2 separate regions of the Mus musculus genome follow, and region 2 is linked to region 1. Evidence: chromatin contacts called from public Hi-C data. All regions are on one chromosome and are shown on one strand. Each heading gives the region's core, a stretch centred on a gene start, on an enhancer-like site or on the middle of the called end of the contact. The rest is flanking DNA. Distances are from core to core; before and after follow the strand shown. Region 1 has its middle 58 kb from the start of Gm14642. Region 2 overlaps Gm40011.

The links. A called contact is a pair of places that touch in the nucleus more often than the background predicts.
Region 2: a Hi-C map of CD8 T cells shows a contact between it and region 1, with 2.3 times the contacts expected there. The contact joins two enhancer-like sites. A contact is called at or near these places in 4 of 484 Hi-C or Micro-C datasets (CD4 T cells, CD8 T cells, adipose-derived mesenchymal stem cells and 1 more) and 3 of 115 datasets of contacts at active chromatin or transcription factors (double positive thymocytes, memory CD8 T cells and thymic regulatory T cells).

The regions. Positions count from the first base shown.
Region 1 is chr2:173,450,077-173,455,186 of GRCm38.p6, forward strand. No RefSeq gene overlaps it. Among named protein-coding and RNA genes, the nearest start is that of Gm14642, 58 kb to the left of the region's middle. Within about 2 kb of position 2,260, at least 125 of the 459 cell types and tissues checked have an H3K27ac peak or open chromatin away from gene starts, as enhancers often do. A contact at or near this core is called in CD8 T cells and regulatory T cells, where this site is marked.
Region 2 is chr2:173,087,156-173,092,265 of GRCm38.p6, forward strand. The region is part of intron 2 of Gm40011; the gene reads left to right. Among named protein-coding and RNA genes, the nearest start is that of Gm40011, 6.9 kb to the left of the region's middle. RefSeq lists an enhancer at 1-1,712. Within about 2 kb of position 2,511, at least 14 of the 459 cell types and tissues checked have an H3K27ac peak or open chromatin away from gene starts, as enhancers often do. A contact at or near this core is called in CD8 T cells and regulatory T cells, where this site is marked.

The DNA of each region.
Region 1 (5,110 bases), core at 1,010-3,509:
TAAAATCTCAAAGCCTGTTCCTAGTGACATGTCTCCTCCAACAAGATCACACCTCCTAATCCTTACCAAACAGATCTACCAACTGTAGACCAAGTATTCAACTGTATGAGCTGCAGGGAGCCATTCTCATTCAAACAAGCACATCAGAGCAAACCCTTTCCCCCTTCAGTTGTTTCTTGTCTGGTGTAGGTTAAGCAACAACAACAACAACAGAGCACTTAAACAGCGATTGGAAACGGGAACATGACCAATCCTAGGCAAGCTGAGGAGTTATGAGGGAAAGAACAGCCAGAGGCATCTGGAAGGGTCCAGGCCGAACCGGATCATGGTCATGATGGGGATGGGGGCAGTGGAGGGTGGCAAGAAAGGAAGAGAAGAGCCAAGAGGGAGAGGAGAACCAAGGGGCCAAGAAAGAGCCTGCCAGGGCCAAGAGAGGAGCCAAGAGACCAAGGGAGCACCTGAGAACCAAGAGAGTGTACAGCCAAGATGGCTGAGTTTTATGGGAATCAGAGGAGCTGAGGGAAGGGAAGGGGAGGAGAGGGGAGGGGAGGGGAGGGGAGGGGAGGGGAGGGGAGGGAAGCTTAGCCTCTGGGCTAGAGAAGGGAGGGGGCAGGATGGAAACTTCTGGGAGGAACCACAGGCTCTGAGCTAGGCTTGTTTCTTTAGGACCTGACAGTGAGTGCGGGCAAAGTTTTAAATGCACAATAGAGGAGTTCTGTGGGTGTAACAAAGTGTTGATGGAAACGCAGATCAGGGATGGAAACCCAGGACCACAGCGTACACAAGGAAGGCAGTTTTGTATTATTAGGGAAAAGAAAAATGAAGTTCCTCTCTTATTCATTGAGTTAAAGACACACGGTGAACAGCACAGACATCCACATCCACCCAGTATACTGAGAACTCCCAAATAAATTCCCTCCCAACCGTCCCGGGGGGGGGGGGGAAGTCAACTAAAGCCAGAAACATTCGTCCCGTTGAAAGTGTTAGCAATGGCACTAAACCAGCTTCCCAGTGCGGCTAGCAGGAGCGTGGGGGATCCCTGCCCAGAAAGGGAATAGTCTTAGACGATGGGAGAGGTGAGTCTTTATCGTGCCAGCTTTAAAATTTTTGTTACAAATTTAAAGAAAAGGTTTTAAAAGATTTTTTTTCAAAAATAAGTAGGAAATCTTTTAAGTAAGCCAGCAGAGGCCATGGGCCATAAAATTTAGAAGGTTTCTGGAAATCTCCAAGATCAATTGATGGTCTAAAATTTCGAATTTACTTTCTTATGCCCACATGAGGAGAGTAGTGGCCACCATAAATACAAGGCCAACATGAGCCGTTCATTTAAGCTGGTGAGCTGCCTCATAGCCATGATCAGGATGCGCTCCCTGGGGCTGGAGAGAGCAGCTGGGTGAGTGTAACAGGCACTCAGACAAAATGGAGTTACTGTGGGCAGCTCAGCTCAACTTTGCTTTAGCTTTGGGTTGGTCGCTGCTCTATACACTTTCTATTTATTCTTGTGGCGTGTGTATGTTGTGTGTGTGTGTGCATGCGTGCTGTGTGCGTGTGTGTGTGTGTGTGTGTGTTTGTGTGTGCATGAGGAGGCCAGAAGAAAGCATCTGGCATCTTCCTCTGTCACTCCCTACCTTATTCCCTCGAGACAAAGGCTCTCATTGAACTTGGAGCCAGCCATTTTCCTGGCTGGCCTGGCTGGACTACTGTCCAGGCTCCGTGATTCAATCCCCATTGTCTCCTCCCCACACGGTGTTAGGGTTACAGGCAAACCCAGCTTTTTACTCCAATGTTGAGAAATCTGTGCCCAGGTCCTCATGGTCGTCTGGCAAGCACCGTTACCCCCTGAGCCCTCTCCCAGGTCCCCCATAAGCATCTCAAGTATATTTGAACTAAATTGACAAAGAAACTGCAGCTCACACACTAAGGACCTGAACTCATGACATAAGTAGTTTTGAGTCACCCACTCCTTCGAGGGAGACTTGCGGCTAAAAGAGGAAATTCATTTCCATCGAGACAGGAGAGTTTTTATTCCTGTTGAGTAATCTAGATTCTGTGGAAAATGAAGCGAGAGGCTGAGGTCGCGCTTAATGCTGGCTTGCATCATGTGATGCATAAGGAAAATATTTGGGATCGGTTTCTGGAGTGGACTCGTGGAGCACCATGGCTACAGTGGTTAAAAATCAACACAGTTTACCGCACAGCACGGGCATGAGTCACCCTGAGTTTATAGATGCGCCCGCTCTGAACCGTGAAGCCATGTCTTCAGCCACCCACCCCGTCCTCCCTCTTAAAGATGAAAGAAAGGGGGAAGGAAGCAGCTTTCTCACACACAAGCAGTTCCTGGAACTGGAGTGACGTGGGTATGGTTATACATTTCTAAAATTGAAAACTTAGTCAAATACACCCAAGGCTCACACACAACGAAGTGCAAACAGCTAAACTCAAATACGCAGTTAAGGATGAAATGCACACTTGTAAAACATCGTGCCAATAATTCTATTATGCAGAAACGACAGTATCTTGAACATAGACACGGATTAAAATTTAACTTTGCCTTTTAAAGGTTTTCTTTTTTATCATGACAAGATCTTCCTGCGTAGCCAAGGCCACCCTTGAACTTGTAATCCTCCTGCCTCCGCTTCTCAAGTGCTGAGATTCAATGTGTGTGTGGTGACCATCAAGCTTGAGGCTTTGCCTGTGGCTTGTCTTCATTCTTATCCCGCAGCAGAGAATTGCTCTGTCTTTAGTCTCTGGACGTAAGCTCAAGTCCATTTTAGTAAAAGTTGCAAGGCCCAGGCAACAAGTCTAATTCTGGCCAAGTTTAGTGTTGAAAACACATTCATTTCTGGTACCAAAACCCAGGGGAAACTATATACAAGCCTTGAGCTTTCGTAAACCTTCACAGGTCAGGGCCAGCCAGCAGAAATCTGCGTGTCCTGGAGGTGACACCAGAGAAAGAAACCACAGCCTTTGTGACCTCGTGTGGCCCAGTGTGGGCTTGTGTGAGAGCCAAGGCCTATGGGGTAGGTGCAGAGATTTAGTTGGGGGTCTGATATAGCTCAAATGAAATTTAAGAAATGAAATGTATGAAGACTAGTTCAAACTCATTGTAAAGTGAGACTCAAATCATGGACATGTTAATGTAGATCTTTGGCAAATTAGGGCCGTGCATACATTCAGATACCCACCAGACTGGCCTTGAGCTCAGAGATCCAACTGCCTCTGTCTCCTGAAATACCCAACTCTTTGCCTCCAACTTGACTATTTCCCTTAGTGACTGTTTTGTTTTAATCCCTGACAATGCAGCCACTTATCACCTGATCCGTTACGTTGCTCCGTTTGGATATTCATTGTTTGACTTACCAGATGCTCTGATTGGTGTGTTCTTTTTCACACGCAATGCAGAACATTTAAAGACACGGCTTTCCCTCTGAATGTGGCTTTGGCTGCTTCTAAAATGTTGCTGTTGCCATAAATTGATACCCCAAATAAGCTAAAATGTAATGTTTTGCTATCTCCTTGATCTAAAACTTGTTGAGGAGAATTTGTTTTAAAACTGCCTACTGCAACTACCCAGCGATTAGACAAAGGTTAATTAAATTGTGGTAAAATTCACACAGTCACTGCACCGTCATAGGTGAGAGCCAGATGATGCACACTGTATTGAAGGTGATGTCCCCGGCATAGGTGAAATACACATACAGCTTTACTGAGTAGCCTAGAGTGGTGTCCCTGGCAGCTGAACTCAGCAGCCTGGGGGTGCAGCCTCTGGAAAACGGTGCTGGCTGAGATGTGGAGCAGAGCGCCCTCTGGAGGTAGCCTTGAGGGAGCGCATCTGTGAAGGTGCACTCTGGTGTGTGCAGACCATCTTGTACTGTGAGGCCCACAGACACAGACACCATAAGGGTGACGATCTGGGTTCCTCCATGAAGCATCTGTGTTAGTTTCTTCCTGCATCGCAGTGGCCAAGCAGCAACAATAAGGGACTTGAAGAGAGGTTTATTTTGACACACTGCGTAGCTCTCAGCTGTGACTTCTGTCTCACGTCTTAGAGGAACTGGAAGCAGAGGCCATACAGGAAGTATATCTGGCCTATGACCCTCAGTGCAGACCCCAAGTGGTTCACATTCTCCAGTGAGGCTGCACCCTCTAAGGTTTCCACAGGCTTCCTAGAGAGGCTTCAGCATTTGGGGACCGAACATTCAGACACACAAGCCGTGGGGGACATTTCCTAACCAACCCATACTGGCATCGTTAGCAGAGAATCTGCCCTGTGACTTTCTCTCTGAAGTCCGTGACCATATCCTCCCTGGCTGGAGTAATTGCCACTGTGGGCTCCCCAGAGGGTCATTCCTTCCTCCTCTCCATCCCAACAGTGACTCAGAAAGCTTAGATGGATTCAAACACACACCGCTCCCAGGGAAGCTGCTGCCCACCAGCTCCGGGGAGACTGGGGTGGAGATGTGGCTCGCGAGCAGCTGTGGCCAGTTTTGATGGTTTCCTTTCTTGATCCATGTTTAAGCCCACCTGTTGTTCTTTCCGAGAAATCTGAGATTCAAGGTGAGTTGGTGGCATCACGGGTCCAATCTGGCCTCAGGAGAAAGATGTCTATTCTCATAGAGAACTAGGGGCTTCTACCTCAGTTGCCCTGGCTCACAATGGTTGGCATGAAGATGAGGGGGTAGCATCCCAAAAGGTACACTGGAGGTGAAGGACTCACTGAGCGCTTTGAAACAGGCCCCTTGGAGGGGGCATCCATTTATAGATATGAATGTGTGTCTGTATGTGGGTGTGTACACAAGAGTGCAGTGCCCAAAGAGGCCAGAAGAGGGCATTAGACTTCCCTGGAACTGGATTGACAGGCAGTTGTGAGCCTCCATGTGGGTGCTGGGAACTGAACTCTGATCGTCTGTAAGACCAGCCAGTGCTCTCATCATTGAGCCAGCTCTCCAGCTCCATTTTAAATTGTGTGGTTTCTCTTTTTCTTTAACTCCTGGTTTCAGCCCCTCCGAGGGAGGTTTTCCGCTTGTTGTAGCTTGTTGTATCCCACTCTCAAACCAAGCATGAAGCTCCGTGCAGAAGCCGTCCTATGGACCGAGGGATGGGGGCATCT
Region 2 (5,110 bases), core at 1,261-3,760, 360 kb before region 1:
TAGTATGTAGCTCAGGCTGTCATCAAACTCACGATTCTCCTGCCTCAGCTTCTTCAGCATTTGCCTCCTGGGCTGCAATACAAGCTACTAATTTATATATATATATTTTTCGTTTTAAGACAGGAATTGAAGGTAAGTCTCAGAACCTGACCCCAGGGTGCAGTCCAGATCTGGGAATTAAGCCGAGTATCTGACCATCTGGGAAGGCAGCTTCTGTAACCTGCGTCTTGTCACTTAGAATGGCCGGGGCTGGTCATTCCACAGTGTCGATGCCATCTAGACAGACCAGGCTGTGGAAGAGAACAGGACACTTTGTCTGCATTCCTGAGATCCCCTCACTGTCGTCCAACCGTACTGCGTGCGGCTTCCACCCCAGACCTGGCTGGTATTTTTAGCTTGCAGCGAGCGCTTGGCACCCTGCACGGCCCTGAACACTGACCAAATTTAGAAATCTCAGGAGTCTCGGCACTATGAATGAACGGGCTCTGGTGAGTGAGCTGCTGCTGACAGGGCTCTGCTGCCGCTGCTGGGGAAGCCTGGGGATGCTGAGCAGCCAGAGAGAATCAAGACACCGTCACCCCTGAGCTCCAGCCAGCCCTGGGAACGGCAAAGCTAACACAATATGCATGTCCACCAGAGCCTGGCAGGTGACCAGACAGGGGTGGGGTGAGGGTGAAGATGAGGCTGCAGGGCAGTGTGGGGAGAAGAGGGGGACATGCCACATTTATGTTGCCAAAGTTAGTGTGTACTTCATCTGAAATTAGAACACTGGAGACAGAAAAAGTTCAAATACTCCAAGACCATAGACTAATTTATTATGTCTGTCTGTCTGTCTGTCTGTCTCTGACTGTCTGTTTCTTCTCTGTCTCTCTCTCTCTCTGTCTCTCTCTCTCTGTCTCTCTCTCTCCTAGACAGATAATAGACAAATTATCTGACTACATAGTCTTTTTCCATCTGGTAGATATCTTTAACCTCCATGTTGTCAATATTCACAGACACACGCTGAATATTCAAAGACACAGCCTCCATTTGGGGAAGGGCCTTTCCACCCAGCAAGAGGTTCAAGGGTCCAGGAGCCCCCAGGAAAGGCCTTGGCTCCTCTCAATGTTTCTGCCTCTGGTTCTTATTGTCACGGGTGCTGGGGATGGGACCAGCATAAGCTAAGCTAAGCAGGCATGCTCTCTACCACTGAGCTACCCCCACTCCCAGGTCTACATTACTCCTTTTCACAGTTCAGGCCTTAGAATAGAATCACTGTTTGAGAAATCTTAATCACGTTTGGATTGCTCTGCACGCTTGCAGCCATTAACCAGAAATGATGAGTACAGCAGGCCACCCTCTAAGCTCAGTTGCCTCTAAGAGAAATATTTAAAAAAATTTTTTTTAGATTTATTTTTATTTTATGTGTGTATTTTGCTTGCCTGGGTATCTATTCACTATTCGTGTGCCTGGTGCCTGTGGAAGTCGGAGGAGGGCCTCAGATCCCTCGGAACCGGAGGCAGTTGTGAGCTGCTATGTGGATGCTTGGAATTGAACCTGGGTTCTCTGGAAGAACAGGCAATGCTCTAAACAATGGAGACATCTCTCCAGCCCCCAAGAGAGCTATTTTACCAGAGCTGTTTGTATGACATCTCCTGGCCACAGGAGACTTTTGTGGCACTTTCTGTGGTGTCCAGCACAGCGGGCCTCCTGTTCTGTCCTCTGCTCAGGGTGGAAGCAGAGGCAGGCACACCATTTGAAACACTAGGTTGTGCAGGTTGCAGAGATGATTGGTGGTGACCGTGTTTATGACAGCCATGCCTTGGGAATGTGGGGCGGCTGGTGTGAGCATCTCACACCAGGTACTCACTACAAATCAACTTCTACGAAAGGCTGGGGCGAGGGAGTGTGAGCGGAGATGAGCACCACACTCCAAGTCATTCGCTGTCGTCGGTATGTTTCACTTGCCTTAGAGACAAAACCAGGACCACTGATAGGACCAGCCTGAGGCCTGTCATGGGCATCAGAAGAGATGAGCGTTCATTCGGGAGACCAGACCTAGGAAAAAACCTGTTCTTGCCACTTTCCAAAAGTGAGCCATCATGACATGGATGCCACCAATGGACCTCGATGTCAGCTGTAGAGGTTATCACGATGTAAAGCATGCTTTCTGTTGGTCTCTCTCTCTCTCTCTCTCTCTCTCTCTCTCTCTCTCTCTCTCTCTCTCTCTCTCTCTCTCTCTCTCTCTCTCGTTTTAACGGTCTTTGTAGGAGAATGCTGTCATCAACCTAAGTTACAAGGGGATATACTGTCTCCTGGCAAAACAGGCGTGAGCTGGGGCAGAGGTGAATCTCCAAGTCTCTAAAGGAAGTCCTTCCCAGGTAGCTCCCCTAACCTGCCACCCTCATCAACAAATTCTCCTCGGGTACAACACAAGGTAAGCTGCCAAGATTGAGTCCGGACTTTGTGTGTTTATGGAAGTGCCTTGAATCACCAGTACCAGTGTTTGAGAAGTTGACGCCTGCCCTCTGGTGGGCACTAGATGCACTGCAGCTGTGTTAGAGCCCAGTGCATTGGAATCTGCCACCCTTCAGCAACTGTGTGCTGCGCTCTCCTCCTGGATGGGGTTTGTCATAGAACAGAGTCAACATTCCAGCCAAACTTTGCTGTCCGATCCAAAAGTCTGCTTATAAGGAGATTTTTGACTGCTCTTTAGAGACCTACGAGGCTTGCTTTTTTTTTTTTTTTTTTTTTTTTTTTTTTATTTTGAGACAAGGTCTCATATAGTCCAAGTTGGCTTTGAACTCACTATGTAGCTAAGAATGACTGTGAACTCCCAAGCCTCTTGTCTCCCCAATGCTGGGATTACAAACCCTGCACCACTGCATGCAGTTTATTCTGTGCTGGGATCAAACACAGGGCTTCATGCTAGACAACCACTTTCCTGACTGAGGGACGGCCTCGCCCCAGCCTCTTAGGTTAGCATCCTAAGAACATGTTCTTTCCCTTGCATGCTCTTTAAAAAGGCTTATTTTTATTTCATGTGTGAGTGTTTTGCCTACATGTATGTGTGCGTACACTGTCCCCGGAGGCAAGAAGAGGGCGTCAGATGCCCTGCAACTGGAGTTACTAACAGTTGTGAGCTGCTGTGTGCCTGCTGGGAGCTGGACCTAGGTCCTCTGCATGGGCCAACAGTGCTCTATAACCACTGAGCCACCTCTCCAGCCTCATTTGTTCTTAAACTAAGAGTGTTAAAGTGCTGTGAAGTGCACAGAAGAGCTCCCACTGTGGTACTTCTTCTTTTCAAAAGATCTATTTATTTAATGTATGTCTTCAGACGCACCAGAAGAGGGCATTGGATCGCATTCCAGATGGTTGTAAGCCACCAGGTGGTTGCTGGGAATTGAACTTGGAATCGCTGGAAGAGAAGCCAGTGCTCTTAACCTCTGAGCCACCTCTCCAGCTCCCATGGTACTTCTTTAAAACTACAATGATTTGTGTGCACGTATAGCACTCATGTGTGTCAAGGTATGCATGTGGGCTCAGAGGACAAGTGTCAGGATGGCTTCAGTTCTCTCCTGGGGATTGAACTCAAGTCATTAAGGCTTGGCAGCAAGCACCTTTTACCTGCTGACCCATATTGCTGGCCCCACAATGGCTAAATATACAGTTAGTTTAGAGGTGTTCAGAGTGTCGCACTGTTGAGTAGCCTTCATGGCCTTTCTAAGTCTTCATGCTGAATAACGGTTCAATGGGTGTTGCAATGTCCTCATTAAACGCTATTCCTCTGTGCTCCCGCCCCTGCTGCCCTCTGTTCTCCTGTCCTTCCCAAGGATGCTGACTCCCCTGGGAGCTCCCACCACACCGCCCAGCAGAGCTCAGTGTTCACCTAGGCTGGAGAGCACTTGCTCTTTCAGGGCTGCATAGTGAGCCGTTGCACATATGGTCCACATTCTATTTTTCTCCTCGCCCACTGATGGGGTCTTGCTTCAGTGTGGGCATACACGACTCTCTCAGAAACCCCAGTCCCAGTTTGGTTGGGAGCCCAGCAGCGAGCTGTGGAACCACGTTGGCATTTCACTTGAATGTTCTGGGGAAATGTGCCTTCCCAAAACACCGCCTAGATGTTTCCACCCACAGAACACAGGGCACCAGGTCCTCTGAATTTCTCACTACACAGAGGTGACACCTTGTGTGTGCATGCCTCTGCACGTGCACGAGTGTGGAGGTCAGAGGTCGACACAGAGTGCCTAACCCAACCGCTCTATACCTTAGATTTTCAACACAGGGTGAGTACTGAACCTGGGACCCACGGAGTCAGCTATGTCAGATCCAACTGTCTCTGCCCCGAGGTACAGGTTACAGATGCCTGCTGGCACACCTTGCCTTCCACTTGGGTACCAGGGAGCCAAGGTCCTCCTGCTTGTGCAGAAGACACTTGCCACCCCACCCTCCGATATTAAATTGTTCCAAAAAATGTGTGTGTTTGTATGTGTGTAAGTGTATGTGTGTGGTGTGTATGAATGTGTCTGTGTGTGTGTATGAGTGTATGAATGTGTGTGTGAATGTATGTGTGTGGTGTGTATATGTGTGTGTGTATGAGAGTGTGTGGGTGTATGAATGTATGTCTCTCTGTGTGTTTGTGTGTCTGTGTGTGTGAATGTATGTGTGTGGTGTATATGAATGTGTGTCTGTGTGTGTATGAGTGTGTGTGTGTATGAATGTGTGTCTGTGTTTGTGTATGAATGTGTGTCTGTGTGTGTATGAGTGTGTGTGTCTGTGTGTATGAGTGTGTGCATGAATGTGTCTGTGTGTGTGTATGAGTGTGTGTGTCTGTGTGTGTGTATGAATGTGTGTCTGTGTGTGTGTATGAGTGTGTGTGTCTGTGTGTATGAATGTGTGTCTGTGTATGTATGAGTGTGTGTGTCTGTGTGTGTGTATGAATGTGTGTCTCTGTGTGTGTATGAGTGTGTGTCTGTGTGTGTGTATGAGTGTGTGTGTGTGTATGACACCACTATGTACAAGTAAAGGGCAACTTAGCAGAAGTTCATTCTTTTTTTCCCCGATGTGGGTCATGGGAATCGAACTCAGGTCATCAGGCTAGCCAGCAAATGCTTTTACTCACTGAGCC